Linked DNA regions of Mus musculus: regions 1, 3, 4 and 5 are each linked to region 2. The links are chromatin contacts, called in public ChIA-PET, Hi-C and promoter capture Hi-C maps. All regions are on one chromosome and are shown on one strand. The core of a region is the stretch at or near the end of the contact, and the rest is flanking DNA. Distances in the headings are between cores, read along the strand shown. Region 1 overlaps Usp33 (ubiquitin specific peptidase 33). Region 2 overlaps Pigk (phosphatidylinositol glycan anchor biosynthesis, class K). Region 3 overlaps St6galnac3 (ST6 (alpha-N-acetyl-neuraminyl-2,3-beta-galactosyl-1,3)-N-acetylgalactosaminide alpha-2,6-sialyltransferase 3). Region 4 overlaps Ak5 (adenylate kinase 5). Region 5 overlaps Zzz3 (zinc finger, ZZ domain containing 3).

What was found. Hi-C and Micro-C count contacts between places; a contact is called where the count stands out from the background. ChIA-PET counts read pairs in DNA pulled down with a chosen protein or histone mark. Capture Hi-C pulls out chosen DNA fragments and counts their contacts.
Region 1: a contact with region 2 is called in a promoter capture Hi-C map of pancreatic islet. The contact joins two enhancer-like sites. A contact is called at or near these places in 1 of 484 Hi-C or Micro-C datasets (embryonic stem cells) and 2 of 9 other capture datasets (liver and pancreatic islet).
Region 3: a Hi-C map of Th1 cells shows a contact between it and region 2, with 3 times the contacts expected there. The contact joins two enhancer-like sites. A contact is called at or near these places in 11 of 484 Hi-C or Micro-C datasets (CD8 T cells, Th1 cells, bone marrow-derived macrophages and 5 more), 2 of 115 datasets of contacts at active chromatin or transcription factors (large pre-B cells and memory CD8 T cells) and 1 of 9 other capture datasets (liver).
Region 4: a promoter capture Hi-C map of pancreatic islet shows a contact between it and region 2. The contact joins two enhancer-like sites. A contact is called at or near these places in 3 of 9 other capture datasets (adipose tissue, embryonic stem cells and pancreatic islet).
Region 5: a contact with region 2 is called in an RNA polymerase II ChIA-PET map of memory CD8 T cells, with 14 read pairs. The contact joins two enhancer-like sites. A contact is called at or near these places in 1 of 15 datasets of contacts at CTCF or cohesin (the NIH/3T3 cell line), 3 of 115 datasets of contacts at active chromatin or transcription factors (CD8 T cells, effector CD8 T cells and memory CD8 T cells) and 1 of 9 other capture datasets (pancreatic islet).

The regions. Positions count from the first base shown.
Region 1 is chr3:152,361,593-152,364,292 of GRCm38.p6, forward strand. Usp33 (ubiquitin specific peptidase 33) reads left to right here. Exons shown (of 24, transcript NM_133247.3): 6 at 308-410; 7 at 2,386-2,455. Among named protein-coding and RNA genes, the nearest start is that of Usp33, 16 kb to the left of the region's middle. Within about 2 kb of position 1,354, at least 3 of the 459 cell types and tissues checked have an H3K27ac peak or open chromatin away from gene starts, as enhancers often do. A contact at or near this core is called in pancreatic islet, where this site is marked.
Region 2 is chr3:152,762,094-152,764,793 of GRCm38.p6, forward strand. All of the region lies in intron 9 of Pigk (phosphatidylinositol glycan anchor biosynthesis, class K), which reads left to right. Among named protein-coding and RNA genes, the nearest start is that of Gm40181, 7.3 kb to the left of the region's middle. Within about 2 kb of position 1,313, at least 136 of the 459 cell types and tissues checked have an H3K27ac peak or open chromatin away from gene starts, as enhancers often do. A contact at or near this core is called in CD8 T cells, Th1 cells, effector CD8 T cells and 2 more, where this site is marked.
Region 3 is chr3:153,239,607-153,242,306 of GRCm38.p6, forward strand. The region is part of intron 3 of St6galnac3 (ST6 (alpha-N-acetyl-neuraminyl-2,3-beta-galactosyl-1,3)-N-acetylgalactosaminide alpha-2,6-sialyltransferase 3); the gene reads right to left. Among named protein-coding and RNA genes, the nearest start is that of Gm52634, 15 kb to the right of the region's middle. Within about 2 kb of position 1,410, at least 43 of the 459 cell types and tissues checked have an H3K27ac peak or open chromatin away from gene starts, as enhancers often do. A contact at or near this core is called in CD8 T cells, Th1 cells and memory CD8 T cells, where this site is marked.
Region 4 is chr3:152,496,437-152,499,136 of GRCm38.p6, forward strand. The region is part of intron 10 of Ak5 (adenylate kinase 5); the gene reads right to left. Among named protein-coding and RNA genes, the nearest start is that of 3110067G11Rik, 8.2 kb to the left of the region's middle. Within about 2 kb of position 1,400, at least 8 of the 459 cell types and tissues checked have an H3K27ac peak or open chromatin away from gene starts, as enhancers often do. A contact at or near this core is called in pancreatic islet, where this site is marked.
Region 5 is chr3:152,441,549-152,444,248 of GRCm38.p6, forward strand. The region is part of intron 4 of Zzz3 (zinc finger, ZZ domain containing 3); the gene reads left to right. Among named protein-coding and RNA genes, the nearest start is that of 3110067G11Rik, 47 kb to the right of the region's middle. Within about 2 kb of position 1,438, at least 16 of the 459 cell types and tissues checked have an H3K27ac peak or open chromatin away from gene starts, as enhancers often do. A contact at or near this core is called in CD8 T cells, effector CD8 T cells and memory CD8 T cells, where this site is marked.

The DNA of each region.
Region 1 (2,700 bases), core at 104-2,603, 400 kb before region 2:
TCGGGTCCCCGCATGCTCTCGGCACTAAGCCAGCGTCCTAGCCCTGCTGTTACGGTTGTTTTCTGAGCAGAGTTTCATGTAGCTCAGGCTGCCCTCTAACCTTTTACCAACCAGGACTGGACTTGAGCTGATCTTTTTGCCTGAGTGCTGGGGTTACAAACACGTGCCACTATGCTGGCCAGTTTCTGTTGTTACGGTAATATCTTTCAATATTCAATATGTGGTGTAAATGTTATGTAAGTTAAAATTAAAGTGTGTTTTGATAGCATAAGGATTTATTCGAGTTTGTTTTCTTTTTATTATTAAGGATTTTAAAATTCCCAGTAATCCAGCATTGAAAACCCCCATGGTTGCTGTGTCTGAAGATCTGGATATAGAAGTGGAAGAGGAAGACGAGCTGAAGGCTAGAGGTGGGCTCTTCTGTCAGTGCTCCTCTCTGCGGCCCTGCCCATTTGACTAGGAAGCTGCATAATGAGTAGTTCAAAACAGATGAGAGATGATAATTAAGGACAGAGCCCACAGACGTGATCTTGTAGACCAGCGTTTGCAGTAATTGCAAACTTGATTTGTCTGGTGTCACTTTGTCACAGCTGGACTCTCCCTTGTCTTCTGGGAGCCTTTAGCCGTTGACCTATTTTTGGGTTCTCACCTGCCAGGGAAGGGTTGCTAGGGTGATGTGAAGTCGGTACCTTGGCAGACTGCACGTCTTACCCAGCGCTGAGGAGGCTGAGGTCAGAGGTTAGCTTACACTGCTCTTATTTTACCTGCATCTATAAAAAGAAACGAAAAGAAAGGAAGACAAGAGTAAGGGGGCGGCATTATTTGGAAAAGGAGCCAGGCGGTTCCAGGGCTCCTCTTGACCTAGTCACTCAGAACTTTGAACTTCCACACTAGGAGGCAGTGGGACAGGATTTCCTGGTTTTTTTTTTTTTTTTTTTTTTTTTTGGTTGGTTTTTCGAGACAGGGTTTCTCTGTAGCCCTGGCTGTCCTGGAACTCACTCTGTAGACCAGGCTGGCCTTGAACTCAGAAATCTGCCTGCCTCTGCCTCCTGAGTGCTGGGATTAAAGGCGTGTGCTACCACGCCCAGCTGGTTTTCCTGTTCTCAAGGCTCACAGTACTTAATGTAAACTCTGAATGTTCCGCTAGTTGTTGGGACACAGGACCTGTGTGCATATTAGACAAGCACCCTTCTACTGAGCTGCAGTAGGGTTTTTTTAAGTTTATTTTTTAGGTTTTTTTGTTGTTGTTTTTCTTTGAAACAGAATTTCTCTATTACATACTTATAGCTGTCTTGGAACTTGCTGTGTAGACCAGACTGACTTTAAGCTCACAGAGATCTACTTGCCTCTGCTTCCCCAGTGATGGGATTAAAAGCGTGCGCCAAGGGGCTGGAGAGGCGGCTCAGCGGGTAAGAGCACCAACTGCCCTTCCCTGTCCTGAGATCAATTCCCAGCAAGCACATGGTGGCTCACCACCATCTGTAATGGGATCTGATGCCCTCTTATGGTGTGTCTGAAGAAAATTACAGTGTATTTATATACATTAAGTAAAAATAAATACATAAATAAATCTTTAAAAAAGTGTGCACCACCACACCTTGCTTATAATTCTAGTTTTGAGATATTTGTCATTGTTTCTATTTTGTTGTGTTGGGAGTTGTCAGTCTCTGTTTTCTCTCTTAATGATAGAGCAAACTGAGAAAAATAGAGTGCCAACCAACAGACGAGGTAAATGCAGCCTGTGGAAGGCACTGTGCTCCATGCCCATCACAGACGTCAGGCTGACTTCCCACTTGGGCTTTGGGCCAAATGAGAACTGTAATCTTAAGTCAGATTATTTAAAATATATTCTTAAACTGGTTGTGTCTCACTTTTAATCCAGTACTCGGGAGGCAGAGGCAGGCGGATCTCTGTGAGCTCAAGGTCAGCTGGTCTACAGATTGAGTTCCAGGACGTTAGTGCTACATAATGAGACCCTAGTCATTGTGACCACCCCATGTATTCTTTCTTACATAACAGTAGAAAAGGTTGTTTTTTAAGTGCAGATTTTTAGGTTAAATTAACAAACCCTTGAATTTATCTAAAGCTTAAAAATTTAGAGAGTGAGAAATTTCCAACAGTGTGGCCACTGAGTTGTTCAGGCGCTGCCCTGTGTCTCCATGTGTCTGTGTTTTTAATGTTGTTCCTGTACTGTGCCAGTGAATGTGTGTATGTTTGCCCACTAGGCATTGAATTCTGGGCTCTATGCACAGTATGCATATGCTCTGCTAGTGAACTATCAGCCCATTCTATAGCTTTAACTTTTGAAATTGTTCTTAATAAACACCAAACAAATTGAGTCATTCATGTTTTGCTGAATGGTGACTTAATATTTCTTTTTCACAGGCCTGACAGGTTTGAAAAACATTGGAAATACTTGTTATATGAACGCGGCGCTGCAGGCTCTTTCTAACTGGTAAGTAGTGAGACCAATACGGGTTTTCTTTCTTTTCTTCTCCCCACCCTCTCTCTCTCTCTGGCTGTCCTAGAACTTGCTTTGTAGACCATATTGGTCTTGAACTCAGAGATCCGACTGGCTATGCCTCCCAAGTACAGGAACTAAACATATACCCCACTCCACTCAGGTCGTGCATAGGTTTAGCTTAGATAGCTTGTTGCTATGGTAGGTGACTAACTCCCAGAGCAGAGAAGCAAGAACCT
Region 2 (2,700 bases), core at 63-2,562:
GTTCAGTGAAAGGAATAAAGACTAGAAATAAGAGCCAGGAAAATAACACTGAAATGTGAGGAAGAAAACAGGAAAAATCAGAGAGAGAGAGAGAGTCTGGGGGGGGGGTCCATTATATTTGCTTAATGCTTAAACTAGAAAATCAAATGGAATAGAAATAGAAATAGCGTTAAAAACTGTACTGGAAACCTTTTCAGAGCTCAAGCAGAATGTGTGCATTGAAAGGTCTTATGTCGTGGGTACCTGAGAGGGACTGTCTACCCTGCCAATCCTCCAAGTATGCTAGGGCGTCACCTCAGCAGAAGCAGGGAGGAAGAGGCCTCCCGAGCCTCCGAGTGAGAAACGAAGATGCAGGAGTACAAGGGTAACAGTGCGTTAGGATGGAAGTCACCTAACTGGAAAGAACATCGAGCCAGGTTCCTGGAAACAGTGTGCAACCTGTGGAAGAGAACCAGTATTTCCAGGAAAGTTATGAGCGGTTGATTTAACCACTGTGAGACTGGTGAGCTACATGAGACTCAGTGTGAATTACACACTGTCTTTGAAACATTGTTGACATTGTGAAGGCATGCTGAAATACATAATAACTGATGGTGTCTCAACTTTCAAATGGTTCAACAAGAAAAATTTAAAAATTAGAAAATTGCTCATTTTTTTTCACAAGTTTTTTCTTTTAAAAGCTTTTTCTGTTGAACTGGCTCTCATGTATTAGAGGCTGCCCATAAACTCCTGTGTCCCTGAGATTGGTCTTGAACCTTGGTCCACCTGATATTACCTCCCAAGTGTTGGGACTAAGTGTTTTAATTAGTATATATATTTAATTAGTATATAATTTAATTAATTATTATGTATTAGTTGTCCACAGCAATGGATTTCATTATGTCGGTTTATGCATGTGCATGGTGTATGTCGGTCATATTCACCCCAGTTCTGCCAATCCTCTTCCCAGCTGGCTCCCCTATGCTTTCTTGTCTTGCCTTTGTCTATCAGTTGTGGTGACCCTGTGAGTCTCCTCAGGGCTGTCTGCAGGAGCGTGGGCGGAAGCCTGTTTACAGAGCATGTACACCTTATAGCTACAGGGCTGTGGAAATTCTGTCTCCTCCCCCATCAACTTTTAACTGCCTGTGAGTCCTGGAGAGGGTGGGGCTCCACGGATCCCTTGCTCTTCCCTGGAAGGGTCCTGACAGACCCAGCCTTGCAGTCCAGTGCAGATGTCAAGGCTGCTGTGGGTCTGCGATTGCCAAAGTCCTGTCGTATCCGGAAGTCAGCTTTCCACAGCTATCTCACTTCCGCTGACTCTTCCGTTCTCTCTGCTCCATCTTCCACAGTGCCCCCGAGCTTTGAGGGGCTGTTCTATATGTCCTAGGTATAGCGGGCGAGGTATTCAAACTGTCGTTTAGTTTATTCTCTCGACTTTGAGTAGTTATGAGTCTGCAGTCACTGCTGCCCACTGGAGGAAGAAGCTTGTCTGAGCAGCTCTGCGGGCATGTGAGCTCTGGAGAAGGCCGTTTGATAGGCGCGACTTGCATCCTGCAGCCCCTCTTCCCAGCTACAGGCTTTTGACCAGCGGAGAGCGTCCGAAGCGAGGTCCTTCCTGTGGCAAGTCCAGCCCCGAGGTGGGCAGGCTTCCCGCCGTACCAGTGCTCTCAAGCTGCCTGGCCGTCAGTGTTGGTACCCGGAGGGCGAGCTGCATGGCGCCCCCTGGCAGCTTCAGCCTAGCCAGCAGGGGGGAGGTTCCAGCCCAGCTGCAGCTTGCTTTCTCTGTGTCTGGGGTCAATCCTGTGTGATCTTGAGCAGCACAGTCTGACCAACTAGTTATGGTAGGAAACTAAGGGCAGTGGCCTGGGTTGTTTTGGGGTTCTTGGGAGCACCCATGGTCACCTCCTGAGAAGTGCCTTGCCCTGGTCCTGGGATTCTTGTTTAATAGGCTGTAACCTCTGGAAACACCTTTATTCATCCCCACAGGGTGAATATCCCATTCAAAATATTTTTAAAAATTGTTTTTTGATTAGCTTACCAAAATGTCAGCTTTCCATGTATCATTTCTTTCGGTTGACATCCTAGACTGTACATTCTGTCTGCCATCTGCTCTCGCTGAGTGAGACCATCGTGTCCCTTCTATGTCACACGGGTTCTGCTGTCTCCCCACCCCCAACTTAAAGATCATATTTCTCCTGTGATATAGATGTGTATATATAAAAGAGCTGAACACACATGAGAGAGTTAAGGTAATAGAATATTTTTCAGTTTCTTCCATTTCTTGAAAATCTCATAGTTTCAAGTTATTGGATGACTTGAATTCCATTGTGTGTGTACCTCATTTTTGTTGTTACTTGAGTTAATAGTGTCTAGGCTGACTGTATTTCCTAGCTACTGTGACTAGAGCGGCCGTGACCACAGATGTGCAGGTCTCTTTGGTAGGATGCAGAGTTCTTCGGGTGGGTGCCCAGGAGTGGGATGGGTGGGTCATATGGCAACTGTAGCATTTGCTTTCTTAGAAATCACCACGTTGGTTTTCCTTGTAGCTGCAGAAGGTTATATGCCCACCAACACCATTCCAATATCCGTGTCTTGCTGTTAGCCATTCTTCCTGATGTAGATGGAATCTCATTGTGGTTTTAACTGGTGCCTCTGTGATGACTAAGGGCACCGAGTGCTTCATGATAGTTGCTGGTCACTTGGGCTTCTCTCTGTTCAGTG
Region 3 (2,700 bases), core at 160-2,659, 480 kb after region 2:
CAGGCTCTGTGGACTTGGTTGGAATTCTTGCTCCCATGGCTCTGTGCAGGAGTGCCTGACAGGCTTCCTCGTGGGCCACGAGGGGAAGCCTACCCGGAGCCCCACACTTTATGCTGCTTGACTCAGGCTAAACCATGGATTTCCTTACTTCTCATTACTGAGCCCAGAAAGGGCTAATAATCAGCGAGGCTAGCAAAGCTCTGAAATCCCATCGCAAGTTGGAAAGGGAAATGAGTGTTAAAATCATCTTTGAAGCGATACCCATGGCTTCACAGGATGAACATGGTCATTCAGAATGGACAGGTCTACAGGAAATCTAAGCACTTCATCCAGCCCAGACTGTGGAACCAGGACAAACCCAGCCAGGCACATACCTTCTACCCATCGCAGAAGGCCTAAGGACTGTCCTGACAGCCTCACAGTGGGTCTGCTCCCCAGCTGAAGTGATTTCAACTTGATTATGGCTTAGTGAGCCTGCTCCTCCACTCTTGATTACCCCCCCTCCCCATCTCTGTATGTTCCTCATTTCCAGATGTAGTTTACTGGTCTAAATCATTTAATAAAAGGACGATAGCTGCCATAATTCTGATGAATACTGGTGATAGTACAAGAAAGCAGAGGTTTGTCTACATAGCTATCTTTGACAGTGTTTACAGAGGCATTTTGCAGCCAATACTAAACCACACGTCATACCTTTTTTTCTTTCAGTGTTGTGTCCATCTTTCTATCCCTGGACACCGACAGAGCTATTGTCAGTGCCAGCTTGTGTCCAAGGCAGAGACTCTCATATGCACGGCACACAGTCTCTGCCTCAGAGAAGACTGTCTACATAGGCAGACAGAACCGGAAAAAAAAAAAAAAAAACAATAATTCCACATAAGTGAGATCAAAGAGGCTCGGGTAAGTTATCACACAGGAAGTAATTAACTTTGCTTGGGCAGCATGGGGGAAACCAAAATCCAAACAGAGATCCCTACAAAACATTTAAGAAGTCTGCCAGGCTCCTGATAACGAGCCAGGTCCAGAATGCATGAGCTCATCTGAACTGGATAGATAAACTGGGTGCAAAAGTGGACCAGTTCTCAGCCCTGGCTGCTTATAATAGTGGTGAGGAGAACTCCCCCTTCAGGGAAACCAGAGTCCCTGAAGTGAGGCTCAGTGTAGCACACTGGAAACATCTTTCCAAATGAGTGTGCACACATGTGCACACATACACATAGACACACACAAAGAAATAGACATCAAACTCACACATACAACCAAAACACACAATCTCAAAGAATAAGTAGTAAAAAAATTAAGTACTTCTGACTGAGTCATAATCAATCACTCAGGTCCTCTGAGAGCCTCAGGCGATGAGAAAGGATTCAAGGTCTCTGGGACTTTCAAAGGTCTTCCTTTCCTGACAGGCGTTGAGGTCAGTGACAAACGCACCCTTAGCAGGGTGGCCCAATGTTGAAGGAAACTGGGTCTCACAGACTGTCACACTGGTAACACTGACGAATGCTACTGCCAACCTTTAATTTGAAAGAAAAAAAAAAGTTCCCCATGCATAGAAATAGCTTCATTTTTAAATAGCTAAATTTTTGTGTGAGATTTTTTTTTCATTCCCTACATTTCTCAGAAGAGTATGTTATTCCCCCAAGTGCTACAACTAAAACCATGCAGCCATGTGGCAGGATATCAGCAGCCACTTTAGGTTTCCTGTCAGCCCATGTTGAAAGCCACCTTCAGTGCAAGCCTCTTGGGGGTGAAGCACAGCGGGAGGGGTTCTGGCTCATGCTGCTGCTGTTGCTGAGCCTCTATGTGAGTCTAGGCAATCCAGAGAGAATTTCTTCCTGATGAGTACATGACTTTTTCCATACAAACACCACCACCTCAAACACATCCTTTGCCGTCCCAGCAGCTGTCACCCACCGAACGGGCATGCTCACTGCACATCACCCGGGCAGGGGTTCCCTACCGTGGGAACGCTCTGAGAGAAGCCCAGCCTCCTGTCTATCTCTGATTTCCCAACCATCGTGAACAGTAAGAACTCCCGAGGCTGATTACTGGAAGAGAAATGAACTTCAGAGCAAGTAGGCAAATAAGTATCAGAGAAAGGATTGGGTGGCAAATTTAAAACTGTGGACGTGGGTGAAACCTCCAGTAAAGAAACATGGAAGCTGTGTCAAGAGATGCTCAATAAAGGGAGCGCGAGATGCCTCAGAGGGTAGGGGCTCGTGCCACCAAGACCGAGGACCAAGTTTGATTTCAAAGACCCACATGGTGAAGGTGAGAACTGACTCCCACAAGTTGTCCTCTGACCCCCATGCGCTCCATCGTACCAGCTGTCCTCCCTATAAAATAAACAAATGATTAAGCAAATAAAATATATATAAGGAGCTGTTTAACAAACCTCCTTTGAGTCTATCAAGTCCTAATTACAAAATTACGCACCATCAACAGGCACGGAGCAGAGCCCGGCTTATCTAGCTGAGACAAGTGTGTATCTATTTCCAAGTGCTCACCAGGCTGAGAATCTGTTCTCCGGTGTGGGCACTTGCATCTCCAGGTAGGCACTATAACCCTGCTTCTGCTGAGAACATGGCACTGAGGTCTGAAAAGCTGCCCAGTCTGCCTCTGTTTCTCCTCTGTGCGGGGCCTGACAGCGCCCGTCAACAGGGACATCACACTCGTTAGGTTTGTTAGACAAAGGGC
Region 4 (2,700 bases), core at 150-2,649, 270 kb before region 2:
CTCATGGTTGACCTATTCTCTCTCTCTCTCTCTCTCTCTCTCTCCTTTCTCCCCCTCTGCATTTCTCTGTCTCCACTCCCTCAATTCCCCTCCCCATGCCCTAAATAAACTTTCTTCTACACTTTACCATCCTGTGGCTGGTACCTCAGGGGGAAGGGATACCTCAGCATGGGCCCACAGAGGCACCTTATTGCCCCACACCATACCAAGCCTCCACAAAACATATCCCTGGCTTCTTTTTCTTTTCTTTTTCTTTTTTATAAAACATAATAGTGATCTTAACTTCCTGGGCCTCAACATCTATCTTCAGTGTTGGGGATTGAACCCAGGGCCTGATGTGTGCTAGGCCACCATTTTAACCACCTAAGCCAACTGTCCAGCCCACTAATCACCCATGGACAGAACCAAATGTGTACCACTGAAATCTCGTGGCTCTTGTTAAAATTTACCCACACACTTTTAGGGGCCTCATGACCTCAAATTGACCTGTGATGATATAGTCATTTTGCTGCTTGTCACAGGAGCAGTTAGAAATGAGGCCTCAATTTTCACTAATGCCCTAGGAAAGAGAGGTCCACCCCCTGAATCACGGCAACTTTGTCCCTTCTGTCTAAACAGTAAATTGTTGTATTTTTTTTCCAAGTAGAGCAGTGTCTGATAAATTAGTTGAAAAAACAAGAGGGTTTAGGCAGCTCTAAGGAAATTCTTCTGTCAGAGAAAGCAGGTCTGAGTGTGTTCTGTGGCCCTCTGAAGGTCTTGTGCTTTGTCTAGCTGTCTGTGACTACATACTGTGCTCTTTGTTTCTCTAAAGGGCACGGGGCTTTGCAACAGGTGAGCTGAGGTCTTTGGCTATGCCCGAACCACAGAGGTGACATTTGACAATGTATTTCCAAGTCACAAGCTGTGAGTCACAGCAACGGGAAAATCGGAAATAATAATACCAAGGGTGGCGATGACAGCCGGAAGCCGTGTTGTGTTATTGTTAGAAGCTTTTGGGGATCACATTACTAAAACATGACAATGAAGGGTTCCCACTCTGAGTTTCTAGATATCAACACTCCTTTCCCTAATATGTAAAATCTGAACAGAGACCAGAATATATACATACAAGGAAGGTTTCATGCCTAGTAAACAGATTATTAGAATTTTAGTAAGCCATAAACAGGGCTGATTTTCCTTTGAAATTATAATATCCAGTAAAGGTTAAAACAAACAAACAAACAAACCCCCACAAAACCACTTTTACTTCCTGAGAAAAACACAAAACACACATGGGAAGAGTAGATTGTGCCCATGGCTAAGGAGCAAGCAATGGAGACCTAGCAAGACAGGAAGATTCAGGGATTCTCCCAGACACATGCAGTTCTCCAAAGCTCTTCGCCAGCTCCTGGTTCCCTGCATCAGCATGAACTCCTCAGAAATATTTTCCAGTCATTACTCATGTGATCTCTCAAGGCTTATCCCAGCCTTCTCTTTTTCTCTCTTTTAACTCCTTAGTAACACTTCTCAGGAGACAGGCTCTGTTAACTATGCTTCTCCTTAGGGGTGTCCTCAGCTCCTTCCCAGCACAGCCTGCTGCAATAGTTAATGTGTGAGGCTAGGAGCGCAGGCTGACAGCTCACACCACTGTGCACTGAGGGGTGAGAAACTGGCACAAGGACCTGCACACAGAGACCTTTGTCTCCAGATGTCCACCAGGTAACTGAGTGGCCTTGACCAACTTTTCCACTTCTCTGGGCTTCATTCTCTCCACCTGATAGTGAGGGAGATTTCCCTAGAAGTTCCCAGGGTGGTGTTGGCGCACACAATTAGAAGTTGGTCTGATTGTATTTCTCTGGGATGACATCACTGTTTTCTCCTTCACTATTTCTGACTATACATAGATGCTTTTATGGAAAGTGGACAAGGTGAGGGTACTTGCTAACTATATATCGGAATGCTAGAAGAGAAGCATGACTTTCAGGGGGCATCCTGATGACAGGACATGTTTTGGAGAGAGCTGGTGATTGAACCCCAGACCTTGGACATCGTTGGCAGGAGCCCTTGCCACTAAGCCACACCTCCAGTTCCTCCTCTCATTTAAACCACGGCTTAACCAGTTCATTCCTGTCCACGAATAAAACTATTTTCTACCCCATGATCTTGATTAAGTCCCTTGCTTTTTCTGAGCATTGACTTTCTTGTCTGTATAGGAGATGGAATATGACCCTCCTTGCTGGCCACTAGACTATGGTATTGTTTAAGGATTCTCTGAGGTAACCTGGAACAAGGCAGGTGCACAGAAGGCACTAATCTCAAGGCATTTTACCCCACAAGTGGTTAGAAAATACTACTCTATGATGACATTAAAAAATAAGGTGTGTGTGTGTGTGTGTGTTGGGGATCAAATCCAAGGCTTCACAGATACCAGGCAAATGTTCTAGTCTTGGGGTGCAAACCCACCCCCAAACTAGATTGCTTTTACTGTGAGTTGTGCAGAATATAGTGTGTGGTGAGGGAGATAGGTTTTCATATATTGTCACCGCACGTTTAACTTATGTAGGGGGTTGAGAGTCAAATAGTAAAGAGGAATGCTGGACATTAACCCACAGCACCCCACTGGCTGTGTAGAGCACCCCACTACTATAGAGCTGAGCTTAGGAGCTGAGATTCTTGCAGCCCTGCCTTTTCTCTGCTGAGAATCAACAAGGCAAGAAAAAA
Region 5 (2,700 bases), core at 188-2,687, 320 kb before region 2:
TTAAGGTATTCATGGGCTGTAAGGTCCACTGGAAAGGATCCTAGTTGTTGTGTTTTCCTCTGTTTACTTTTCTCTTTTGAAGCAGGGTTTCACCATGTAGCCCAGGCTGACCTCCAAATCATGGTCTTGTCTCTGCCTTCCAAGCGCTACGATGTCTTCAAACCTGCTTGCTGCTTAAACAATGTTTTTATTACATGTATTTATTTGTGTATATGTCTACATGTTGACGGATACACTTGGTAGAGGTGTGGAGGTAGAGTCTGCCCCTCTACCATGTAGGCCCAGAGGATAGAACTTAGTTCCTGGTGGCAGGCAACCTTACTGAATTACCCCTTCCATACCTGCCTTTTAAACGTGAAATGTCATTGCTGCGTGGAGGACTGTGAGCTTTCGTGCTGGTTCTCATACACTCGAGGGACTCACTGTGTTCTGTAAGACCAAGTGTTGACAAACCTATTCCATGGTTAGGATTTGAAAGTACAATTGAGCAGTCAAAACAGCCTTCATTTTGAAAGGCCACTCAGCTTTCTGGAAATGGAAGAGTGGAAATGATAATGTGTTTGATCACAAAGCAGCTGTATGTCTTAGTGGTTTACTGTAGGCAAAAGGTGTTAACTGTAACTCGTAGAATTGATGAGAGATCTTCAGGCTCTTTTAAGTAATTTGTATAAGAACATACTATAAACAGTTGTTGAGGGATTTTGTTTATTTTTGTTTTGTCTTTTGGTATACATAAAGTAAGAAACCAAGGTATGAAAAATACAATTTTTTAAAGGTTTTCTTTTTTTTTGTTTAAGATTTTATTTTGTATTATGTATATTGGGTGTTTTGCCTATGCCTGGTGCTCACAGAGGCTTGAAGAGGGGGTCAGATTCCCTGGAACTGGAGTTACAGAGCGTTGTGAGCCACCAAATGGTCCTGGGGATCCAACCCAGGTCCTCTGAAAGAGTAACAAGTGCTCTAAACTGCTGAGCCATCTCTCTTCCCCTTCAGACTTAATCTTTAATTGCCACGAGTGAGTGAGTGAGTGAGTGTGTGTGTGCGCGTGCGTGCGTGCGTGCGTGTGTGCGTGTGCGTGTGTGTGTGTGAGTGTGTGTGCGTGCGTGCGTGCGTGCGTGCGTGTGCGTGTGTGCGTGTGTGTGTGTGTGTGTGTGTGGTGTCTTGTCTTGCAGTTTCTAATTGGAATATGACAGCGAAATGTACTTTTCTGGTTTCCTCTGTTGAATTGTAGCTGTTCCTTGTACGTTTTTCTCCCTAAATTTGAGGAGTTCTGAGTGATAATTTTGCTGAATTAGTCTGTATCTTGATTCTCTTCTTTAGCACGGATTCCTGATTGCTTGAGTTTCAGTGTCATGAATATTGTGGTTGTGGTTGGTTTTCAAGTTGCCACCTTGGTGTAGGCGTGCCTTAGCTGTCTTCCACACTGCGGCTCTGCTGCCTTTAGATGCTTCTTACTGAGTTAGATAGATCTACTGAGCTTTTCACTTCCCGGAGCCTCTCCCTGCTACACAGGTCATAGAAGAATAATTTTGCTTTGCTTTTTCATATTTTCTGTGGTTTTAAGTAGGAAGTATGACATGTATGTAGTGAGTAGTCTTTTCCTGAAGGTGCAATCAGTAACTTGTTAATGGTTAGGAAGGAAGAAACCTAAAGCCCAAAACCAAACCGAACCAAACCAACAACAACAACAGCAATACTAATAAGAAACTAAGCAGCAGCACAAAGCAGGTATGTATGGCTACAGTGCAGATCAGTTAGAGCAGTGCTGGTGCTTACAGTATCTGCAGAAGAGCAGGAACAAGCACACTGCAAATAGACTCAAGGGTAGACGTGAGAAACGGGGGACCTAGAGGCAAAAGAAATGGTGAAGAATTTTCAGGAGAAAAAATTGGTTGAAATCCAGTTAGAAAACCAAATGTAAACAAATATAGCTAAAATGAGAATTTTAAAAAATCTTTACTAAAAGGTAGTTGTCAGAGTACCATAGATGTCATTGTGGTGACCTCACCTGTAATTGAAGAGCTTCCTCTGGACCCCAGATGTCCCTGCCTTTATGTAGCTGTGCTTCTCGTGTGTATTAACCCTCCTCCACCACACCTGGGAGCACTCCTGTCCTTTTTACTTCTCCTCTTTATTCATCTGGTGCAGAAAGCCAGGATTGAACCAGGGACCTTTCTGCTGACAATTATTTTGAAGAATCAGACCAGTGTTCTTGGCAGAATGTCTTAAAGCTAGATGTTTATAAAAACAGGTTTCCACATTTATTTTTCAAGGTTAAAAATGTCCAAATGAGCTCTGAAGAATGCTCTCCACCATGGAAATGGAAGCTTGGCCCCTGGAAGAAGATGGTGGTGCACTGAATAGTAAAATTTTCCATCTTCCTCCTCCTGTTTTTCTCTCTCCCTCCTCTGTTGATGGCTGTACATGCAAATACTGCCTAGAAAATGGACAATAAGGTCTTTTAGCCATAATAAATGTTTATGTTCATAAGAGTCAGTAAAATTTGGCCAGAAAGGGTAGTGGAAATAGCTTAGATATAGGTACTGTTATTAAATACCATCTCTTAGCCTGACAGCTAAATGTCTGTATGTCAAGGTGATAAATAAAGTGAAATTGAGAACTCTGTGCTGCTGATAAACTCACTGTTAGCATCGTGTAAGGATCAAGCAGACAGTTCTTACAGAGTCAGCACACAGCAGT